Linked DNA regions of Hordeum vulgare: regions 1 and 3 are each linked to region 2. Evidence: chromatin contacts called from public Hi-C data. All regions are on one chromosome and are shown on one strand. Each heading gives the region's core, a stretch centred on a gene start, on an enhancer-like site or on the middle of the called end of the contact. The rest is flanking DNA. Distances are from core to core; before and after follow the strand shown. Region 1 holds the start of LOC123427505 (O-fucosyltransferase 6-like). Region 2 holds the start of LOC123427507 (protein ROLLING AND ERECT LEAF 2-like). Region 3 has its middle 82 kb from the start of LOC123430661.

Region 1 (3,631 bases), core at 748-3,247, 150 kb after region 2:
AACGGCGTCTATGATCTGAAAATCAGATGAACAGAAGAGTTTTCGTGTCATTTATTGAATTTCATCACTTATCTAAAGATGGGGAAAATTATCATGAAAAACTACTGATGTTGGAACATTAGAATTTCATCACTCTGTATAGCAAGAAGACACGAGTCTGAGCACAAACAGAGATAATCGATTATCCGGATAGCCGTTCACAGTGATGGCTCATACTAATTGGTCAAGAAACACACGCTATGATCTCAAACTGAAAGTTGTTCGGATTGATAACTCATACTAATAGGTCAAGAAATACACACTATGATCTCGAGCAGGAAGTAGTTCAGATTAATAACAGATACTAATAGGTCAAGAAACACACGCTGTGATCTCGAACTGGAAGTTGCTCAGATTAATAACTCACACTAATAGGTCAGGAAACACACGCTACCATCTCGAACTGGAAGCTGTTCAGATTACTCAAGATCAGAATTGGCAAGCGTTTCCTACGGTATAGGGTGGTTGTATATGACAGCTAATACTAACAAGAAAGGACTAAATACACAGGCGCAGTCATGCAGGGCTTCCAAAAGTAGTTGGAGCATACCAAGAAAAGCACGGATGCAGCCAAAGGCGTCAACAAGTTGTTGGAGTAAATTGACCAGGGCTATACATCATAGAGGCTTACAATTGAAGAAAACTGACATTATTGTACTAGCATCACATGCCCAAGATCATCATTGCGAAGCCTAGACTGACATCAGACCACTAGCACAGTAATTCAGGTAGGTTATGCATACATGGAAATTACGAGGTAATTTAACTGCAATATATATTCACACTGTTGGATGGACCAAGCGAAGCAAGAAGACAAGAATTCGATGGGACAAGCCAGCAACCAGTATGGCAGCACGTACTCACCCCTGTTCGCTGCTGGTTCAGGCCCCCGCTGGTGGCGATCATCAGATAGCGATTCGATTCGGTGACAGCCTTGGCATCTGCTGAAGGGGAACTTTTACTGTTAGCGAGCAGTCAAACTCAAGCACGAGCAATGGCAATGCCAATCTTCTTCTGAAGCAAAACAACCCGTGCACGAAAGGAAAACGGAATTGGTGCAAGCAACGCGCGTAGGCGTACCGGCGAAGTCATTGGTGGCGTCGCTGCAGCCGACGAAGTGGTGCGCCGTCTTGGACGCCCAGAGCTCCTCCCCCAGCCTGCTCCCGCCACTCTGAAAAGAAAACCCGGAACCGGTTAACCAGAGCCGAATCCGCCGCTCGATTTCACCGGGTTTAAGCGCGAGGAACGGGGAAGGCGGGCGCGGGGCTATCCACTCACCGGAACGGTGAAATCGACGGTGCCGACGAGATTCCTGCGCAACTCGGCCGGTTTGTTCAACTGCTCCGCGAAACAAAAGGGAGGGGGGGTGAGGGAGGGAAAACAGCAAACAGAATCGGCATTAAGGCAGGAAGCGAGCGAGAATCGGAGCGCATTGCATGGACCCGGCGGCGACCCCCGTCGCCGCAAAGTCGCGGCTTTTGCTGGGAGGGGAGGGGAGAGCGTACCAGGAACGGCGGGTTGGGGCGCCGGACGCCGCCGCCGCCCCCGAGCGGCGGCGAGAGGAAGCAGTGGAACGCGACGACGACGAGCAGCAGCCCCGCCGCCGTGAACGCCGCCGCGGCCGGCGCCACCGAGGGCACCACCCAGCGGCCGTGGTGCTGCCCGCGCCGCCGCCTCGACCCCATGCGGCGCTCCTCCTCTCACGCACGCGCGCGCGCACGCCTTGTTCTCTTCCCGCTCCGGTCCTCCTGGGCTTGGTGATCGAGCGTGCGCTCGCTTGGAAGCGTGCGGGTTTTGGACTGGCGGCGGCAGGGATGGGAGGGAAGCGGGCGGAGGCGGAGGGAAGTCCGGGCTTTTGTTAGTTGGGTGGCAACATTTGGCGAGAGAGCAGGTAGAAAACGATGAGACGGCCGGCAGGAGAAGCGACTCCTGACTCCTGACTAGTAGCGGGCCGGCTACAGGGAGATCAATCATATATATCGCGAAAGCAAAGGGGCTACTGGTAAATAAATACTCCCTCCCTCCGTATCTAAACAAATAATTCAAGTAGATAATACTAGTGGGTCAGTAAAAAAAATGGAGGATCAGAGCGAATCTCCGCACACTAACCGCTTTTAATTCCGTTTGGCCGTTCAGATTATATATTACTAGTACTAGTAGTACTTTGTAATATAAAAGCAGGTTTGGCTTTTAATAATGCAGATCTGGGTGGCGCCTCGTGCTTCTCTGTACATGCGTGTCTCCTACCTAGCGAGGAGCATGGTGGTAATGGTGTCCGGTGGGCAGGCGATTAGTGGTAGTAATTTCCGCAAATCTGAGGGTGGCATCCGCAGAAACGCCACATAATGGCCAGATTACTGAGATTATTAAGCCGGCGTACATTATTTATACGGGAGTGGTACCGTCCAGCGACGCGAGGACGGCTCCCCTGTGACTGTGAGTGAATCCCAATAATTTATAGGCCTCATTGAATGCACAGTCCACCCTTCTGGTGCGTGGCTGCGTGCTAGTAATTCATTGCGATTTGCTATAGTAATTGTGATTATAAGGTGGTGCATCCTTGTGCGTACGTGACAGCCCCGCTTCATGTACGTTCCAGTTCAAACAGTCACACGCGCCGCTGCCGCGATTTTTTTTTTGTTTTTCCATCCCAACAGCCAACGAGAGCGTCGCGATGCAACGTGCACGTAGCCGGCTTTCTTTTCGTTAATTAATCTCTGTCGCGTCAAAAGGGATGGATGGATGGTGCAGGAGCGACGTCGCGCATGCAGGAGCAGTCCACGTGATGGTTGGCTTGGCTGTAGTGCTGCTTTGGACGATCCGACCCTACCACTGTTTTATATAAACCAAAATACTTACTACTAGGATAAAACTGGCTTCGAGAGAGAAAGAAATTGTTTTCCGGAAGAGAGGTATCCAGTTTTTTTTTTTTTTAGGCAAAGAGAGATATCCAGCTGCCTTGCATCCACTACTCCCTCCCTCTCTTTTAGGCCTCCAAAAGTGAGAGTAAACCCTGGATGGGTAAAGGTTAGTTTAGACGATCTGCATGTGATTTGGGTGCTGGCTTGCACGGAGGAAAATGTTTGTTGCACTTGCACGCAAGTGGGGCGGAGGTGGGGGCTACGTACGCCTAATAACAAACTCGACGCAACAACACAATCATGGGTTGATGGGTGGGTTAGAAGAAAAGTCCCCATCACACGCTACTGGCCCCAATCCATCAGCTCATGAGGCTTTGTGTTTCCCCTTCAGTATTCTGTATATATACTATACTGACCAATAATTGACTTGGACAAAAGCCTCTTTAGCCTTTGCTGATCTATCTATCAATGGTATTCTCGCCTGTTCCCCTAAAATATACAGGTAGGAGTGTATGGGTTTTGTCTGCTTACTTATGTGTCTTGTAAACGCATCCCGTTGTTGCTAATCTTCATTCGGGTAGAATTGCAGCAACTCATAGAGTTTTTCAGTTAGAGTTGCATGCGACACCCTGCTAGTTCCGTCACTGACTCGCTGTTTTCTTCTTCTTCTAGATGATGATGTTGAACAGCACTCCAACGACCTGCATGCATGCGCGCGCGTATCGCTCCTG
Region 2 (3,612 bases), core at 440-2,939:
TCTTGCGAAATGACGAGATGCGCTTCTATCCCTAACAAGGTCCTCGTGCCAAATTGAGGATAGGATCGCATCTTGGACGTTACACCCATGGTCTTACATATATCCCTTCCCATCTGTTTGGTGGATCAAACCTTAGCCAGTTCACTTTACTACGCCACCTCGAGCCCATCTTCGGTCTTCTTCAGCTTGGGGAGCGGTGAATATGACTCCGACTAGTCCAGATCCGTTGATTGGGGTGTCATCACGTGCGGGTTGGAGGAGGCAATGGTCGTCCGCTCTACACTCCACCGCTCGCGAAAGGACGACACTCGACCGACGGCAGGATCTCCGGCGTGACTTCATAGCGTCACCTCAACAGGCACTCGGATCCTCCGAGGCTAGATCATCGGGGTCGTGACAGCCTTCAAATCTATCCTTCCCCATCATCGGTCGAGCGGAGTATCAGTCCCATCGGGACCGTTATGCCCGCCGTGAAAGGAGAGGATAAGGACCGCCGAGGCCCGTCTTGCTGCATATATGGTGGCGCCTGATGTGTTAGCGCGGACAACTTTGAGGAGGAAGCCATCCGCACCCGCACTGTGAAGCAGTGGCAATGGAGGAACACGCCCGCCCTCGTTCGAGAGTAGAATTAGGCGGTTCGTGAAATGGTCGAACTTCTCCCAAAGGAGGACAACAACAACGAGGAAGAGTTCCGGCTCGATCTGTACTGTGTGTTCGATCGGTACTTCCTCAAGAAGGATGACAATAGCGTCTCGAAAGGCAAGGGCAGCCGGAGATGATATTCTCCACCATAGTCAAACATATCAAATTTTCATAGTCCAATGGCATGTTGTATATAATAGCGGACCATGTTTATGCATCATTTATGTAGTTGCATGAGTTTGTATAGACTTCATGTATGCTAATTAAGATGTCCGATTATGAGAAAGAAAATATCGAACGTGACCAGCCAAGGGTCGAATTCGCGTACTTCAGATGTAGATGTTTTTAAAGCATCTACATCCGGACAGAGCAAAAATGGCCCCCTAAATGTCGACAGACGCATTTGATTAGTGGCCGAGCGTGTTTTCTTTTTGGCTCTTCGTGCAACCATATTTCTCATTTTCCCCTCATATGTCTAGTTAGTTACGCGTGATTGATGAAAAAGAAGAGAAAGAAAAAAAAGATGATCTCGGATGGGGTCACGTCCGACGTGCCGCTTTGATGGGACACACACATGTGTGTTCGCAAAGCTTCATATCCTTCCTACATTTGTCTTTCATATGATATTTCACGGATAACCTGAATGTATAAGGTGATTGGAGGGATCCAATTATATAATTTTTCTTTTTTTTTCCTTTTCAATCCAATCGCAGGGTGTACTAGGCGGCGTCCGCCTGTTGATGGTTTTAATTGTTGTTGCTCCGATCCGAGGCCGCCACCACCACTCCGTCTTCACTCGCACCCTTGGACAAAGGAAGAGGGTCCCCTCCCTGGCCATCCCTCGCTGCCGCGTGATCCGGTCCGTCCATCCAATAGTTACCGGATCCTCACATTCCCCGCACTCGCCGTCATCGGTTTTCCCCTGTGCTGATTCCACTTCCGTCCACGCCCACGCCCACGCCCGCGCCCCCACGGAACAAACGACAAGCCCCGCAAAAGAAACGAAAAGTGTGTTGACGATAAAAAAGAAGATCCTTCTCTTCTCTGCTGCCCCCCTCCGCTCTGCCCTCCCCTGCCCGCCTCGCCTTCCCCCAACCCTCTCTCTCTCTCTCTGCCTCCTCCGCCAAGCTCAGCTCAGCTCCCCTACTCCACTCCCCTTCCCTGTTCCCACCACATCACGTCCACACGTCGCCATTGTCGCCCGACCACACTCCGCTCCGCGCGACGGCGTCCTCCCGCCAACCTCCTCACCGAACGCCATAATGCGCGGGGCGAGCAGCAGCAGTAGGTAGGTACACTCGGCTCGAGAGATCCTTTTTGAGTTTTGTTTCTCCCTCCGGGCTAGACCGCCCCGCCCCCGCGCACGCGCGATGGGGTGCAAGGGCTCCAAGCTCGACAGCCAGGAGGCGGTGGCGCTCTGCCGCGGCCGCGCCGACCTCATCGCCGCCGCCGTGCGCCACCGCTACGCGCTCGCCGACGCGCACGCGGCGCTCGCGGGATCCTACGACTCGCTCGCCGCTCCGCTGCACCTCCTCCTCCAGCTCCAGGCCGCGCCGCCGCGCCTCTCGCTGCCCTCGGGCCGCAAGGGCGGCCGTCGTGGCGGCGGCCTGCCGCTCCCGGACCCGGACCGCCATCATTCCTCGCATGTCGACTTCGAGCCCACGTCGTCCTCCGGATCCGACTCGGCCTCCTCATCGCCCCCCGGATCGCCTCCCCGCCGCATCCCCGAGCAGCTTCTCCCGCAGCCGGCTTACTACGGGTACGCGCCCCAGCCCGCGTTCGCCTACCCGCCGCCGCCGCAGAGCACGCTGCAGTTCTACTACGCGCGCAGCCGCCCGCCCCCGGCCTCGGTCGCCGTCGCGCAGAGCGCGCCGGTGTCGGAGCGCGCGCGCTACGGCGCTTTCGACGCGGCAACTGGCGGCGGCTACACGCAGTATTACGCCTACGGTGGTGAGCCGGCCGCGGCTGTGCAGCCGCCGCCCCCGCCGCCGCAGAGGGCAGCGGCTCCGGCTCCACTTCCGCCGCCCCGGGAGAGCTCGTCGTGGGACTTCCTAAACGTGTTCGAGAACTACGGCGACTCGTACGACAGCTGCTACTACTACAACCCCACCACCACCACCACCGCGGCTACCGCCGCCGCCGCCGCCGCGTACACGCCGAGCCGCAGTTCACGCGAGGTGCGGGAGGAGGAGGGCATTCCGGAGCTGGAGGAGGAGGGCATTCCGGAGCTGGAGGAGGACGACGAGGAGACCGTCGTAGTGAAGGAGATGGCGAGCGAGTACTCCACGGTTGGAAGCCGTCGCGGCATGTTCGGTGCCGTCAACAACATCCCGGAGGTTGACAACCGGAGGAATGCACAACGGAGGCGACCAGCATACCGTAATGTGGCCCCGCTGACACGAGAACCGCCGGCGCAGGGGGTTGTCGGCAATGCGGTGGATGCTGCCACCGCGGTTAAGACGCAGCTTGTTCGGGTGGCCGAGGCGGCAAGGGAGCTCGCGCCGCTGCTCGAGGTCGGGAGGCCGAGCTACCAAGGACGCCACTCCGTTTACCACGGTGAGCGACTAGTTCAGACTTCAGAGTCTGAACGATCTGATTCATTTTCATGCCAATATATCTGTGGTGCATTGTATGGCTCACTGTTCCATTGTTTGAAGCTGCATCATCGCGGATGATGTCTGCAATCTCTGTGCCGCATCTGGGGTGCAAAGACGAGGACATGTTGGGCATGGTAGTTGGCGAAGAAGGGAAGGTGGTGGGCTCCTGGAGCTTATCCTTGACACTAGAGAAGCTATACTTCTGGGAGAGGAAGCTGTATGGTGAGGTCAAGGTATTATCATATTCCGTTCCGTTAATCACTTTTCTGTGAGTAGAAACGGTCTCCGATCTTGAGCTATGATTTAAGTTCTTCATGGAAATGTGCAATGGGTTTTGAATAAGAACGCTTGTGATTTGTGAGTATGAGAAAGG
Region 3 (3,599 bases), core at 118-2,617, 180 kb before region 2:
TTTGCCATGCCCATGACGGCCGCCAGCACCGGCTCGCCCGCCCCCACGCCTTTCCATAGCCGAGCGGCCCGTTGCTGCTCACACCACGCCACAGGAAGAACGAAAGGCCCCGTCACCGTCGCTATCGCGCGGGCTTTGCCCAGCGGCACATGCTGGGAGCGGCGAGGGGAGGGGAAAATCTGGGGGTGGGGTTTCCTAGCGGTTAGGGTCTTGCCCCGGGTCATTCTCGGGAGGGACAACACGGGCGCTCGGTCAAACAAGTTATGTGGTTTCATTTTCAACCTACACTCTCGGACCTCCTATGCGCCGCTCGCTACAACCAACTGCCGAGCGGACGCACACGGGGTCGTGCCCCGCCCAGTTTTTTCTTTTTCCTTTTCTTTCGGTTCCTTCTTTTCTTTTTCTGCTTATTTCTTTTTTTTTCTTTCTTTTTTCCAGTTCTGTCTGAATTTGAAGCAAACATATTTTTTGGATTTGAAGAAAAAACCAGAACATTTTCTGAAATCACAAAAAAAAATCGAATTCTGGACAAAATTTGAAACATGAAGAAAATTATAAAACCATGAATATTTCTGAATCTGCGGAAAATTTGAAACGGCGAACATTTTTCAAATTGCGAAAAAATTAAACATGAACAAATTTTGAAATCACAAAAAAAATTGAACATGAATAAATTCCAAATTTGTAAACAAAATTATAAAGTTCTGACATTTTTCAAATATGCGAACAAATTTTGAAACCACGGACATTTTTTAAATGCTGAACAAATTTCAAATCCATGAACAGAATTATAAATATTGAACATTTTTCATTAAACCGCGAACATTTCTTGAATATGTGAACAAATTTGGAATCAAGAACAAATTTCAAATTCATGAGCAAAATTATAAAACCGCGAACATTTTTCAAATCTGTGAACAAATCTCCAATTCGTGAACAAATTATGAAACCGCTAACATTTTTCAAATTGTGAACATAATTTAAAACATGAATGTTTTCAATTTGTGAACAAATTTTAAAACCATAATTTTTTTTCGAATTGTGTATAAATTTCAAAACCATCAATTTTTTTTGAATTGTGCACAAATTTTAAATTAATAAAAAAGAAATAAAAACTGAGAAGGAAAAAAAGGAGAAAATTAAAAAAAAGAAAAAGAAAAAAAGAAAAAATCGGTTTAGAAAACCTGTTAGAAGTTTTCCAAAACAAAAAAAAAACAATTAAAAAAGCTTTCCAAAACCAGGGACGTTGAAATGTTAAACGGGCCAACCCACGCCAAAACAATCGTTCAATAGGACCACTCACAAAAAAGCAAGCGTTCAATACGGGTTTCCATACTCTGAAGCACCATTTCTCCGGAGCTCCTATGCAGCGCTGCAGGTGTCCGTTAACGATCCGGCGCCTGCCGCGCTGCTAGCATGGGCCGGCCCACTAAAGTGCTGTTCTATTTTGTTTGATTTTGTATTACAAATAAATATAAAATTAAAAAAAAGTTTACAGATTTAAAGGAAAAGGTTCAACCATTTTTTAAAAAATCACATCTTTAAGAAAGGTTTATCAATTTTTTTAAAAAATCATTGAAAACGAAAAAAAGTTCATCTAATTTATGAAAAGCTTATAAATTTTAACAAAGTTCAATATTTTTGAAAAAAGTTCATAAAAAACCCAAAAATAATGTATTTTTTCAAAAAAAATCATTGAACTGGAAAAAAAGTTATAATTCTTTAAAAATTTCATCCGTTTTCAAATAGATGTTCATTAAGTTTTAGAAAAGTTCATCGATATTCAAAAAAGTTCATCAATCTTTAAAAGTATTCGTTGAAATATAAAAAAAGTTCATCAATATTCTAATAAGTTCATAGAATTGTTTAAGAAAAACATCACAAACGCCTAGATGGGTCGGGCCAGTTCGAACGCCATAGGCGTCAGTTAACAAAAATGCACATTAACGGATGCATGTGGTGTCAAATAGGAAATGTCCGATTTCTCCGGAAGCAACTAGTTAGCGAGCGCTCCCGCGCGTCGCCACTTGATGCGTTTCCAGCTGTCGTCACGTGTCGCGCTCTGAGCGTTTCCTTTGTATTTTTTCACACGCGTTTTCGTCTTTTTAGTGTGTTTTTTTTGTGTTATGGCTTTCATCGGTCTTTCGTAACTTTTGGACAAAAAATCAATATTTTTTCGTGAAAAAATGCGTTTTCTTTTCTTTTATGTGAAAAAACACATTTTCTGTTTTTTTGCGAGAGGCGCGATTTTGACTTTGCGAGAGACACGCTTGGAAAGAAAAAAACGTGCTTTCATTTTTTGCGAGAGGTACGATTTCGCTTTCATGAAAGGCATGGTTTTGCCTTCGTGAGAGGCACGCCCGTGCCTTTCAAAAAGGAAAAAAACGTGTTTTCTGTTTTTTTATGAGAGACACGGTTTTGCTTTCGCGAAAGGCATAGTTTTCCCTTCGCGAGAGGCACGCCCGTGCCTCTCCCGAAAGGGGAAAAAGACGTGTTTTCTGTTTTTTTGCGAGAGGCACGGTTTTGCTTCCGCGAAAGACATGTTTTTGACTTTGCGAGAGGCACGCCCATGTCTCTCCCGAAAAGGGGGAAAACACGTTTTTGGCTCTCTCTTTTTTTGCAGGAGCCACGATTTTGCTTTCGCGAGAGGCACGGATTTTGCTTTCACGAATGGCACGACCCGTGCCTATCGGAAAGGGAAAAACCGCGTTTTCTGTTTTTTTTCTGTCACGTGAGGCACGGTTTTTTTGTCTGGTTTTTTCTTCCGTTTTTTCATGAAAAAATCATCAAAACCTATCAACATGGGTTTTAGTTTTCAAGATCTCGACGCGAGAAAGTCAACGGTGAAAACAGTTCGAGATTTGAATGCACAGTTTAGGAGATAAAACTTTTTAAAAATACGGATCTACGAAAAAAGGAAAAACTCTCAGGTTGCAACAAGTGGCACGCATGCAGTGCGCCACTTGTCACAACTTATGAAGATGGGAGTAATCGTTGGAAGGTGTATTCGCTAACTAGTGATTTCGGATTTCTCCTTGTGTAGGAATGAGAAGGGCCGTTTTTTGAGCTCAAGCAGCGGCCCGAATACATAGCTAAATAGGCCGGCCCGAGGCCCATTAGTTAGCACAGTTGGAGTCGGACGGAGACTCCTTAAATCGAAAAGAAAGGATCGCAAAAGCAGCAGAGAGGAAACAAAACCCCAAGGAAAGCCCGACAGTCTGAGTGCGCGCCGGAGATGGAGCTGATCGAGAGCGGGCTGGCGGGGATGGAGATCTCCATGGGCGAGTCCGATACGAAGCCGAGGGTGAATATGAAGAGCGTCAGAGAGGCGCAGTCAGCCAGCCTGAGGCGCATCAGAGAGTTCCAGGAGAGGATCCGGAGCAGGCGGGAGCGAGCTCTTCGCGACCCGCAGCCGCCTCCTCGGCACGAGTCCGAGGAGGAACAGGAGAAGGCGGCTGCTCCCACGGAGGAGAACTGGATGGAGCTCGGCGAGAGCGTGCTTGCGACGGTGCAGAGCTACGCATCGTACGTTGAGATTATGGAGAGGAAGGAGCAGCAATTTCGTGAAGCCTACGATACTATTAGAGAAAATGGCTTCT

What was found. Hi-C and Micro-C count contacts between places; a contact is called where the count stands out from the background.
Region 1: a contact with region 2 is called in a Hi-C map of leaf, with 4 times the contacts expected there. The contact joins the promoter of LOC123427505 here to the promoter of LOC123427507 in region 2. A contact is called at or near these places in 2 of 6 Hi-C or Micro-C datasets (leaf and seedling) and 1 of 1 datasets of contacts at active chromatin or transcription factors (embryo).
Region 3: a contact with region 2 is called in a Hi-C map of leaf, with 2.8 times the contacts expected there. The contact joins the enhancer-like site here to the promoter of LOC123427507 in region 2. A contact is called at or near these places in 3 of 6 Hi-C or Micro-C datasets (leaf and seedling).

What each region holds. Positions count from the first base shown.
Region 1 is chr2H:590,085,025-590,088,655 of MorexV3_pseudomolecules_assembly, reverse strand. LOC123427505 (O-fucosyltransferase 6-like) reads right to left here and starts at 1,997. Exons shown (of 11, transcript XM_045111575.1): 1 at 1,545-1,997; 2 at 1,318-1,377; 3 at 1,120-1,210; 4 at 904-980; 5 at 1-15. The coding sequence starts at 1,724.
Region 2 is chr2H:590,236,466-590,240,077 of MorexV3_pseudomolecules_assembly, reverse strand. LOC123427507 (protein ROLLING AND ERECT LEAF 2-like) reads left to right here and starts at 1,689. Exons shown (of 4, transcript XM_045111577.1): 1 at 1,689-3,198; 2 at 3,300-3,472. The coding sequence starts at 2,013.
Region 3 is chr2H:590,418,164-590,421,762 of MorexV3_pseudomolecules_assembly, reverse strand. No RefSeq gene overlaps it. Among protein-coding and RNA genes, the nearest start is that of LOC123430661, 82 kb to the right of the region's middle. Within about 2 kb of position 1,367, at least 3 of the 3 cell types and tissues checked have open chromatin away from gene starts, as enhancers often do. A contact at or near this core is called in leaf and seedling, where this site is marked.